2 separate regions of the Sus scrofa genome follow, and region 2 is linked to region 1. Evidence: chromatin contacts called from public Hi-C data. All regions are on one chromosome and are shown on one strand. The core of a region is the stretch at or near the end of the contact, and the rest is flanking DNA. Distances in the headings are between cores, read along the strand shown.

Region 1 (6,366 bases), core at 1,208-3,707:
CATACCTCAGTAACAGGTCCTAAGATTGTTTCAAGTAGCCAATGAGAAATGGATGTGAAATCCCCACATGAGATGCCAGATATCACCTGCACCCATTCAAAGGAAATGCCTGAGGACACGTCCCATAATTCTACCTTCTTACCCTAAACCTAGAGGCTGTGGGAGGGATCACAGGTCACTTCTCAGTCTAGAGATGCTTCTACCCAGACCAGGGGAACTATAGGAGAGGGCACACGAGAGCCACCCCAGCCCCTAAGATCAATAAGCTGTCTGTAAACCGCCAGTCCCAGAGAGCTCAGGGGGTACAAGTTCAAAAAGAAGTTTTTCTGTTCCTACTCCTCCTTCCTCCTCCTGGGAAGAATTAGAAACTGACAGACTTGAGGAGGAGCATCCTATTTAGAGAGGAGGCATCAAGGTTGGGTGGACATCTGATCTCTCCCCCTTTCCCACTTTGGATTTGAGGGACCCTGATCGTATACTTCATCAGGGCGAGGGCTTTAATTGAGCCCTGCTCAGAGTGGGGACGAGAGATTCAGGAGGCTGGGTTGGCATCATTCATTTGAAATACCTTTGAGCCGTCTAGGAGGAGGGAGTTAACAGGTGAGCAGCTGTGCGTAGTTGGTGATTTAAGTGACGCCTCAGGGATATGTGGAATCACCTAGGGACAAAATCTAGAATGAAAAGATGAGAAAATCTAGCAAACTTGGTCTCTGCTTTGAGGAGCTCTCGAGTTCTAAGTATGATATCATATGTCAGATTTTATGTACTTTTTTTGTCTTTTTTTCCTTTTTAGGGCCGCACCTGTGGCATATGGAAGTTCCTAGGCTAGGGTTGAATCAGAACCGCAGCTGGCAGCCTAGACCACAGCCCCACAGGATCTGAGCTGCGTCTGCAACCTACACGGAAGCTCATGGCAACACAGGATCTTTAACCCACTGAGTGAGGCCAAGGATCGAACCCGCATCCTCTTGGATACTAGTTGGTTTTGTTACCGCTGAACCGCCACAGGAACTCCTAGTGTATTTTTTTAGATGTAAAAAGTGTTGCAGCTTTAAAGTATATGGATGGTACAGCTGTTCCTGTCTTCTCTGTTTTCCCATGGAAGTTGTGGATTTTTTGTACTTAGACACAGAAGTGACGACTTCAGTGTCAAGCTGAGCTAGTTGTTAACTGTCATCAATTTTTTAAACACCATCAAAAATATTGGTATGAACTTTGAAGCCTTCTTTACCCATACAGCAGCACCTCGGGTTGTCACTGGTTTGGAAAATAAGTTGTTGCCTCTCTGACAGATGTGCGTCCAGCTATCCCTGAGTCTTTCAGAGGAATCTGTAAAAAGTCACCTGAGAACTGTCTGTACAACTTCAGTCCCCTTCCCTAAGAACTTAGTTCCCTGTGTATGTCTTTGGTTTTCATTTCAAAATAGTGTCAGAGGTGATTTGGAGAGGTATAATATATTTGAAATTGCTGGTACTTAGCTATTTGAGGAAATGAAGTTTTGGAAGTCCATTTTGAGAAGGATTAGAATTAAATAGCATTACATCAGAAATTAACTGAAGTTAATTGATCAATTAACATGGAGAGATACAGCATTATAGGAAATCACATGGGGTTATTTTTATCTTTTACTCTAGATTTTTTTCCAGCAATTACACAAATGAGATAAACTTCAGTAAAGCTGGAGTTCAGTGACTTGAGTTAGAGATAATTTTAAAATTTAAGAAAATCACTAATGATTTAGTAGTTCTAATTCCTTTTTCTTACAAGTGGGGTTGAAGGCAGAGTGCATAGAAAGGTATACTTCGTGTGTTTTACTGCTATTCTTGTTAAACTTCTTAAACTTGTTAATTCTAATGTTTAGTAAAATGAAGCAGTTTTTTTTCACTTCTGTACTGTACTACCGTGTATGATTAAAATTCATATTTGATTTAAAGTTCATAATACACAATTTGTTCTTAAAGCAAGGATCATTTGAATATTGAATGGTTCAACAGAATATTAAACCGTATTTCTTGAAAACCACTTATTGTTGAATAAGTAGTAAGTAATGCCATCTAGTGGTAACATTTTGAAGTTTAGTGAATTTGAAAATCTGATACCTGCATTGCTAAATGTAGACTTCATGATTTACCAGATAGGTGATCGTGTTATTAAAAAATTTTTTAGAAAAATAGTTTAAGGTTTTTTCCTTTTGTTGTAGAAAATGAAGCCTCTTTGGTTATGTTCTAAAGATCCTTTTCTACACAAGGCTAAATCAAACACTTCCTCTTCTTCGTTGTAACAATTAGAGCCCAGCTATGCCTATAAATACAAGTATTGGAAACAAAGTAGGCTTAACAGTAAAACAGAATGTTAAACTTTATTTAATTACAACCTTTTTCCAGTCTGTTTAGCAACATCAGGGCCTACTCTGTGCCAGTAAATGAGTAAGACTCAGGCAATTGCCCTTAAAGGCAGATGACTAATTGTTGGTCTTTATGTTTAAAATATTTCAAAAGTGTTGACCATAAAACAGCCAACAACCTTCTTATTGAAAATGCTCATCTCTGTGAATAGACTCAGGAATCTGCACTTGAAACAGAGTCCTTTACGTTGGAGAATTATGTTATATTCTATGCAAAGTTTGAGGATTATGGTATATTCTATACAAAGATCATACAATAAAATCTGTTATTTAGGACCTTAGAAAATCATAGGTATAAATGCACCTCATCCGTGTAAATGTTAAGCGTTTGTTAGGGAATGAACAGATAAAATCACCCATACCTTTCAGCTTCCAACATGCTTCTCAAAAATAGCAGAGCAAAGAGACAAGCTAAAGTGGTGTGCTATTCTGTCCTAACTCTTGGCATTATTATAATGTTTACTGTTACTAACATCTTTTAACAAATCAGAGGCAATGTCCTGAATATCGCTTATTTATTATTAAATAGAACATTTGCTAAAGGTTAAGAAAGGGTAGTGATGTTTACGTAACGTGCCGCTGCCCTGCTTCCCTTTCCTGCCGTTACACCTATTGGATGCCACCCCGTCCTTAAACAGATTTCCCTCATTACGGAAATTATCTATGAAATTAATTAAAAACATTATTTGCCTCTGATGTTACTAATAATAGTCACCTATTAATCTGATGCTTAGACTGTTCATTTATAAAATAATTTTCTCTTCCTAGGTATTTGGAGTAGATGACAATCAGGATTATAATAGGCCTATTATCAATGAAAAGCATAAAGATCTGGTCAAAGATTGGGCTCTCAGTTCTGCTGCAATAGTAATGGAAGAAAGAAAACCACTGAGTACACCTGGATTTCCCAGCTCAGAGGTATGCATCGCTTCCTATTTTTTACATGCACATAGTATAAATTTGTGTCATTTGTAATTACAGCTGACCCTTGAACAGCACAAGTTTGAACCGCACAGCTCCACTTAACAGGCAGATGTTTCTTGCTAGATACACACTACAATAGTACACAACCCATGCGTGGTTGAACCCAAGGATGGGGACCCGGGGATACAGAGGGCCGACTGCAAAGTTACACATGAGTTTTTGACTGCACAGAGGGTTGGCGCCCCTGTTCCCCCCGACCCCCCTCTTTGTTCAAGGGTCCACTCTATTTAAGCAACTGATACATCCTCTTGTAAAATACTCTTAAAATTAATATTCTTTTGCCAGTGAGGGAAAATGTTAAATTTCAGTAGGCAGCTAATGAGCTATGTGCTCACTGCTCTCCTTGGCATTATGAGATAAAACAAACAAAAAAATACACTGCTTGTACTTTCTAGGAGGGTCGTGTGTTTGGAATGGAAAGATCTATCATGCCAGGATACGTGTGCAAAGTAGTGCCTGACAGGTACAACTGATAGACCTAGATAAGCACCCTTGTAGGACAGCCCAGGAGGTAACTAGAATAATGTGGAATTAATTAGGGGTGGCCTGGTTAAGAGAGTTACCGCGTGAGGTATGGTAGAGCTTCTAAGACCTGAGTGCAGATCCCAGAACTGCCACATCTAACAGCACCTTTGAGCCAGTCATTTCCCCTCTCTTAGCTTCAGTTTTCCCATCTGTACAAATGGTATTTTTAATAAAAGCTATTTACAAGGAAAAGCACCCAGCGTAATGATAGTCTGAGATCTATGCACACGTTTATTCCCTTCCCAGAAATGATATTAGAATTTCATTCTACACTGATATGTCAGAAAGAAATATAGAACAATGTATATAATTGAGAAGTATTAAATAATTATAATTTATTCAACTAATAAGATTTAACATCCACACACTTGCTGTGTACCATTTCACAAATAATGAAACTGAAGTATGTAGATATTAACTTGGTCAGGGTCTTAAAACTCATACTTTGTGGAGCCAGAATTTGAACCTTAAGGAGCCTTGATTTCTTAATTCATTGTCTTATTCACTATGCTGTATTGCCTTTCAGGAAATGAGTTAATTTAAAATTCAGGAATAGTAAGTAAATATAAAATATAAATAAAATCTTATGGTATACATAAAACAAAATGAAATATCTGTGAAATGTAAGTTAAATATTCTTTATAGATAGGTAAGTATGGATACATATTTGCTTATTAATGTAAAAATTGTCTCTTTATGGTCTGCTCCTTCCTGAAAACTATCGAAACAGTTACTGTATTTTAGTATTCCTTTTTCCTCCTTGATCTTAGGGAATTTTTATTCTGACTTCTGTTTTACAAGATGCATAATTTACTTCCTGAAAGCAATTGATACTTATTAGAAGCAGTGTTTTGGTATTCTGGTTAATCTAGGAAGGGTGCTGGTGACTGTGAATTTGTAACACTCCCTCTTCTGCTGTTTGTCCCCTTGACCCGTGCCAAGTACATTTATATATAGCCCGAGCATGTACTTGACTTTGAAGAAACCACCTAAAGAAGCCATCAGAACTGTCTTCACGGAATGGTTCTACATGAACATATGTCTTTAAAACCCACCCTTCTGTGGGTATTCCTAGCATGGTGTGAATGGCTGTAGTATTTCCTCAGTCTCAGAACTGTGGGCAGCTCCCACGAAATCCCAAAAGGAATTCAAGGATTCTAGCAGGTTTTGGTACCCTTAGGCTTCCTTTTATGTGCATTGCTATGTTATACAACTTACTATTTTCACCTTCAATATTTACTTTATCAGTTTCTAGCCTGTCATTTTAACACTTATAATGAAATAGTGTTTTGGATAATTCAGAATGAAATTTGGCCATAGCGTCCCATTCCTTAGTGGTCATTACAGGTTTAATACTAAACCTTGGCTTAGATTTTTAGTGAGGAAACATTTTTTCTACAATCTTTGATCTTCCGTATTAAAGACTGACCCAGTGTACATCCATAAGTCCATGGAACCATGTCATGAATTAAATTCTGTTTCACACCTGACCGAGCACTTGCCTTAAAGACAGATCTAGACAGGGGCAGGTCTAGGTTCAGAATGGTTATACAAAACTTCTTAAAGATTGAGCGATTTCTAGCTTCTTCTGGAAATACTAAAGTGTTGTGGAAAAAAAGCCTGCAGCCTTGGGTTTGTTTTTGAAATCCCTGAACATGACTTGGCAGACTTAATTACTCCTTGAGACTCTGACGTTTAGAGAGCTGGAGAACAACTTAGGAACAGGTCTTCAGATTCTGTTCTGCCGCCTGGAGTAGAACTAACTTCACTATAGCGTCCACAAAGCTTTAGTCGTACAGCCGAATTTATTTAGCAGCAGTAAGTTATGAGCACTAAGAGCTTACTTTAATACCATTGTTGTATTTAATTGGTAGGGAAAATTATACTACATTCACAGTGATAATGTTTTAGTTAAAAGGGGTAACCCCCCAAATCTTCATTTTGTATGTGAAGAAATGTTGATAATATAGCAATATGAGGTTTAAATAAATAAATGATAATACAGGAATATGAGGTTTAAATATTGCTTTGTACAACAGGTTAAATGGAATTTAAGAATGAAATGGAATTCTCTGAACAGGGGGATCAGATGGGTCCTGACTGTATAATTTCATTCTCTTATTTTTACCCTTTAGGAAGGCACATCTTCATCTGGAAACAAGCGTTGGGTTTCACAGTGGGCTAGTTTGGCTGCCAATCATACAAGGCATGATCAAGAAGACAGGATAATGGAATTGTCCATCCCTCTTCCTTTAGAGAATGGTATTTCCTTTCTCTCTTTCTTTCTCTCTGTTCTCTTTCTTTCTTTCTGTGAACCATACATCAGCTTTTAAAGTACTATAAGCTAAATCTATATAGTGAGAAGTAAATTAAACCTCAATAAACACAGTCACATATGCTCCTGCTCATCCTACATTAAATTTTATTTTTACTACTAATGCAGATGTCATTAA
Region 2 (6,366 bases), core at 1,648-4,147, 160 kb before region 1:
ATCACTCCTTTCCTCGGCCCACTACCTGTCTGCTCCCTTCTGTCACCCACTTCTCGAGGCCTCCCCTCCTGTTGTCACACCTTCTTTTTCCCCACGCCCACCATCTGGAAGTCAACGTTACACGGCAGGAGTTTCTCCACCCACATCTGTTGCAGAGACAGAAGGAACACAGACAGCTGCAACACTGCTGGATGTCTGGGGTGTTGACATCAGGTAAGTCCTTTAAACTTTGACAGGGGCAAGCAAGAGACAAGGACACCCAGGATGGGAGGGCTTGACGGAAAGCTCTACCTTACAGCAGTCCCTGGTATACTGAATGTGGTATAAAGTGGTACCTCACATACAAGAGGTACCAGAATTAAGGATTCGAGCAATGGGTTATTATTGAGGGAACCCGACTGAGGAAAACTCACAAATCGCAGGGGGTATTCAATAAATAGATGATTGAAGAACTGATTGAACTAACAAACTTAGTGGCTGAGTGCAACCAAGGACCATTACTGATGCCAACAGACAAACTCACAGCGAGTACTGTTCATAAGGAAATGATTCGAAATCTGTCTAGGTAGAAGGCATCTGCTCTCCTAGAGCTTCCCACATACATGATATTTTTAAAAGAGTAAGAAGCAAGGAAAAAAGAAAAATAATAAAAAGATGGAAAGAAAATCCACCAGTCTCACGAGCATTCCCACCACGAGCACAGCAGGGATGCTTGCTCCAGCCCTAACTATGAGAACCATGTTGTTACGATTAATTGTTCAGACTCCCTGTTAGGTTAACTTCCCGTGCTAGCAAGTTTTAATCCCCATGGAGAAGGAATATATTGGATTAATTTTCAGTTGGAAAAAAAAATGAGATTCAGAAAATTAATTTGCCCGAATTCATTTCAGATAATAAATAAAAAATAAAGGTGGGCTTTATATTAAATTCTGTCTGCTTGTAACCAAGACATAGGTCCAAGAAATCTATCCAGTAAGGCTATTTCTTTCTCTCTTGCTAGAGTGAGAATAACAGTCACAAGGTAAAATTTGTTAATTTGTCTACTCTAAGCCAGGTAGTATATTAAGTAGTTTCAAAATATTTACTTATTTCATCCTATCAACTGATCAATAGATCAACTCCATTATTTATGCCTTTGAAATGGGGAGAGGTTAACTGCATTTTTCAAGGTCATAGAAACGTCAAAGTGGACTCAACACTAAATTCTTTTACTCCAAAGCCTCCTTCTACCATTTCCTGTGAGAGTACTGGCTTCAGTGCTAGGATCACTTTCAGCTCATTATTCATACATCTTTATTTAGGGTATGACCTTGAGAAGAAATGTCAACTAAGGCTTACTGGGGGTAAAAGGAAAAAAAAAAAAAAAAAAAGACTCAAGCTCACAAATGCATTGTATTCCAGTTGCCACTTTCACTCATAAAATAATTAGCAGTTTAAGAAAATTACACATGAAAGCACCTGGAATACTGCCTGGCCGGATTTCAGCTATCTTTTGCCTCTTCTTATCAGGAATTCTCATCAACATATCTTTACATAGTAGAACTGCTCAGCAAGAACTCCTCCCTAAACAACACAGAAAAAAGTCTCCCAGGTGGGAAGGGTAGCTGATCTTTGCTCTTGATGCTACCCTCTCGGTCTGGCAAAAGCAAGGCTCAGCTCACAACTTCATCTACCTCCTCATGCGTCCTTCCTCGTGTTGGTTATAGCCAGCATTCTCTCCTGCACATTCTGCATTCCTAAATCTTGCCTATTTGTTGGAAGCTCAGTGAAAATGCTGCCTTCTCCGCAAAGTTTTCCATGATCTCTTGCAGAGAGGAATCTGGTCTGAGCCTCTGAACTCCTGGTATTTTAGTCAGGCCTTTCCAATGGCACAGGGCCTTTTTTCTTCCCTTTGTGTTCATTCAACAAATATCTATTGAGGGTATTTTATGTGGGAGGGATGTGCCAAGCAATAGGGTGTTAACAAACCATATATTCCAGGGACTCACAGTAAATTAGGGAAGACACTTCAACAAGAATTTGCAGTAAATTGAGTTATAGAAGCCCATCAGAGGGGCTCCCCAAAACTCCTCATTGGAAGACTGTGAGGAGAGGTGGCATCAAGAAAAACCATGAAGTGGCTGCCTGACGGGAGGGGGAGGGAGTGGGAGGGATCGGGAGCTTGGGCTTATCAGACACAACTTAGAATAGATTTACAAGGAGATCCTGCTGAATAGCATTGAGAACTTTGTCTAGATACTCATGTTGCAACAGAAGAAAGGGTGGGGGAAAAATGTAATTGTAATATATACATGTAAGGATAACCTGACCCCCTTGCTGTACAGTGGGAAAATAAAAAAAATTATTAAAAAAAAAAAAAAAAAAAGAAAAACCATGAAGGATGAGTCAGAGGCCAGAGGAAGATTCCTCTAGGCAGTGGGGGGTAGCAAGGAGGGAAACAGGAGGGAAACAGGAGGGAAAAGGCACAGGCAAAAGCTGGAAATGAAAAATAGCATGGCAGACTGGCAGGTCTCCACACTTGAGGAGGTGCAAGCGGGTCAGGATGGTGGTGATATAGGAAGAAAGGAGATGACACTGCACAGCCAAAGAGAGAAAGAAAAATGTAAAAGATCCTACATTTTATCCAAGGGGTTAGACAGGGACATGAAAGGACTGTAAAACAAGAGACTGACCTATTGACGTATTCATTTTAGAAAGATCATCTCTGACTCTTCGGAGCAGACAACAGATGAGAAGGAGGTGAGACTGGAAGCAAGGAGACCATCTGGGGCTGGCGGAATCATCCAAGGGTGATGTATGAAAGCACTGGGATGGAGAGACAGGGCAACGTAAAGTTGCCCGGAGCCGGAATCCCTAGAACTTGATGACTCAATAATGTCCGGGGTGAGGGAGGAGGAAGAGACAGGGATGACAGCAAGATTTCTGAGTTGGGCAACCGGCTGAATGAATAAATAGTGTTTCTACCATGAGAGGGAAGATGGGGAGTGAAGCTGTTCAGGAGCTCACTAAAGAGATAAAGATTTAGGAATCAATACCATATATATACTTGAAATCAAAGCCTCAAATGTTTTAGCCATTTTTAACACCTAAATCTAAAGCTCTCTGCTAAATTTTAAAACCTCCTGTCAAGTTGCTTTCTGGACATGTCGCCTTCATTATCTCAAAGGCACTTTACCACAGTAACCTAAAAGGCACACGTCATCATGCTCCCAAATCAAGAGCATCGATTCAGAGACATGAAAGAGAATCTTTTAAGGAGAGTAAGAACTGAAAAATATTCACTAAAAATAGCACAAGAAGGTCTCCAGTGAATACAGCAACAGTAATTTCATTGGCTAGGGGCACAAAAGCTGAAATGCAGTGGGCTCAACAGTGAGTGAGTGGGGAGAAAATAAAAACAACACACATGGACAAATCTTTCAAGAAACTTGACTATTGAGGGAAAGAGTAAGGAGGGAAATGGATTAGTAAAGTGGCTTCCAGTCTTGGCTGCACATTGAAATCACCTGGACAATTTTTTAAATGACAGATACCTCTATCCTACCCTCAGATATTCTCCCATGAGTCATTTTGGATACAGATTGAGCTATGAGTTTTTGGAACTTTTGGGTAGCCAAGATGGAGAAAGACTAGAATGGTTGTTTCTTTCAACAGATGAGAGAAAAATATTTGAGTATTTTCTTGATGATAAGGAAGAGGCTGCAGTGAGGACAGGCTGAAGATTCGGAAGTGGAAGCGAGCGGGGAACTAATAGAAACAGGTCCCCGAAGTGGTGGCAGAGGTTGGGATCCACAACAAGGAGAAAGGATTAGCATTAAGCCCCTCTCCCTCTGACCAGAGTGCAACACAGGTGCAACTGTGCTTCAGGCAGAGGTGGGGGGAAATAAATAAGTTGAAGTGATTACACCTAATCACTTCAACTTCCTTTGTTAGGAGAGTAAGGCTCTCTGCTGAGGATGAGAGGAAAGGAGCTGTGGTAGAGAATTTGAGGAGAATAAAAGCGATTTGAAATAGTCCTTGCAAGATACCATCACCTCCTACCTGGACTACTCCAATTACCTCCACCTGATCTCCAGGCAGTCACTGGTTCTCCTTCAAATCTCCTGACAGATGATTTTTTCCCAAATGTAAATGACACTATGACATGGCCCAATTTAAAGCCATTCAATGGCTTTCCATCACTGCTTGCATAAAATTAAAAATCCTTCACATGAATTTTAAAGCCATTTACGATATGGTCCCTGCGTTCTTCTCCCAACTCATCTTCCACTGCTCTGAACCTAACTTCAATGCTCCAGTCATCTGAGCCTTCTCTAGATTCCTAGAAAGTATGATGCTTTCTGGCTTCAGAGCCTTGGGAATGTTGTCTTCCTGGGTCTGAGACTCTTCACCGGACCACCCCTTCTGAGTCTCGTTTGCAAAGTCTCTTTCTTGGGAAAGTCTTTCCTGACCTCCGAGACTAAGTCATATTTGCCTGTTATCCATTCTCATGGTACTCTACACTGTACCTTCATCGGTAAAAAAAAAAAAAAAAAAAATCACTTTATCACGGGTAAAAATCAGTAGTAGGTGTTTAACGCCTACCTCTCCCTCTAGTCTATAAGCTTCATGAGGGAACCGCATTAGTCCTGTGACTACCACATTCCTGGGACCTCCAAATAGTATCTGTTGCATCCTGAATGAATGGGAGAGAAAAGAATGCATAGGAACACTGCTAAAAAGCACCGAAGGAGCCATGGACACTAAAGACCATTGGTGGTGTCACCTGCAAGACTGTGGGATTTTCTTCAGCAACTGAGATCACCAATCCAGGTCAGAGAAGGTAGGCAGTTAGTCTGAAGTACAGTTAGGTTTTGACAGGCTTCTTTGTTTTTTGATTTTTTTTTAGGATAAGAAAACAAGGGAATTTATCTTGCTTCGGGTATCTGTGAGACTTAAAACTCACTGGGCAGAATTTGTGATTTTTCTCTTTACATGGCCTCGGCTTGCACATCGCCTTGCACACCACAGACTCAGTAGGTGTTTGAATGCGTCAATGATCACATGTTGGTATATTGTAAGACAATGTGTAGGTCCAAGCTGTGAGCCTGCTTTGACAAAACAAAGCAACTAACTGTGGTTTGGGTTACTTCACGAACCACATCTCACTTAATTTCACTTTCCTGCAGCATCTTTAAAGACAGTTCCACTAAACTCTGCATTCTAGTCTGCTACCGCTTTTCAAATACTGCCCATTTCATGTTGTCTCTTCCTTTTGCCTCTAATTTCTCCCTTCCATTTATTCATCTGGTGATGGTGATCATTCATCATGCAATTTGTTAGAACCTATTTTGTACAGAGTATAGAATCACTTTTTTTTGGGGGGGGGTCAGTTGGTTTCTTACAAATGAAAGGGTTTTTTTTTCTCTTCTGAAAGTCTAATTTAGAAGTGGGGATGAAACAGGAGAGTCATCTCTCCTTGATTTAACCAAGGTTGAAATGAAATCTGGGTACCTGAAGAGCTCCTGCTCTCCTCTGACAGAGGAGGAATCAAACAGAATGGCAAGATTAGAGTAAATTTCACAATTTCACATCATGAAATCTAATTAATTATTTTCTTTGGAAAGATCAGAGAATATAACTTTTATAGAGAAATACATTGAAGAACAGAAAATTTTATGAACTCTCAGTTTTAAGCAAACTAGACTACGTAAAAGGTTTAAAGTTTTAAAGATCATTCAAAAATTAGAGCCTACAGAATTAGCAATTACATCCCCATAAACATTTCTCCTGCAATGTGGATAACAAATTGAACCCTTAAGTACCTTTGATCTCATGTCCTCTCTTTCTTTTGTCATTTCTTTTTTCATCATCTCTTTCTCAAAGGTCCTTTTTTCTTGCTGAGATGCAAGTTCTTTCTCAAGTCGTTCTGTCTGCCTCTCTAGTTCATTCTTCAACTGTTCGCACTGGATTAAAGCCTGCCAGAATAAGCAAGACAGAGTGAAATGGGACCTTAGAATTTAGAAGAAAAAAGGGGATATGAGACAATTAAGCTTTAATTGTATTTAAGATAGTTAAAAGTCACTCTAAAATCAACATAAAGACTCTTTTCATATTTGTCAACACTGATCTAAAATAGTGTTTGAATATTACATTTATTCACATATTTCAATGTTCACAATTAAGGCTATATTAACTAATTGACTAAGAAAATCCAGGTAACAAACCTTGATAAGGGCCACAGAGGAGTTAGAATTTTGGAAAAAAAAACTAGAAAAAAACAAGTGTTCTAGTATTTCAATTATATGTTTATACTAATATGAAATATATAAGTATCTAACTTAACTGATTTTCCATTTGGTCATGGTTAAAAATAATCTGTACTTT

What was found. A called contact is a pair of places that touch in the nucleus more often than the background predicts.
Region 2: a contact with region 1 is called in a Hi-C map of alveolar macrophages, with 3 times the contacts expected there. The contact joins two enhancer-like sites. A contact is called at or near these places in 1 of 5 promoter capture datasets (liver), 32 of 47 Hi-C or Micro-C datasets (adipose tissue, alveolar macrophages, blood and 15 more) and 2 of 2 datasets of contacts at active chromatin or transcription factors (alveolar macrophages and skeletal muscle).

What each region holds. Positions count from the first base shown.
Region 1 is chr10:16,101,387-16,107,752 of Sscrofa11.1, reverse strand. CEP170 (centrosomal protein of 170 kDa) reads left to right here. Exons shown (of 20, transcript XM_021064150.1): 11 at 3,173-3,322; 12 at 6,049-6,175. Among named protein-coding and RNA genes, the nearest start is that of SDCCAG8, 87 kb to the left of the region's middle. Within about 2 kb of position 2,457, at least 3 of the 83 cell types and tissues checked have an H3K27ac peak or open chromatin away from gene starts, as enhancers often do. A contact at or near this core is called in alveolar macrophages, where this site is marked.
Region 2 is chr10:16,263,017-16,269,382 of Sscrofa11.1, reverse strand. SDCCAG8 (serologically defined colon cancer antigen 8) reads right to left here. Exons shown (of 16, transcript XM_021064181.1): 10 at 5,805-5,957. Among named protein-coding and RNA genes, the nearest start is that of CEP170, 75 kb to the right of the region's middle. Within about 2 kb of position 2,897, at least 3 of the 83 cell types and tissues checked have an H3K27ac peak or open chromatin away from gene starts, as enhancers often do. A contact at or near this core is called in alveolar macrophages, where this site is marked.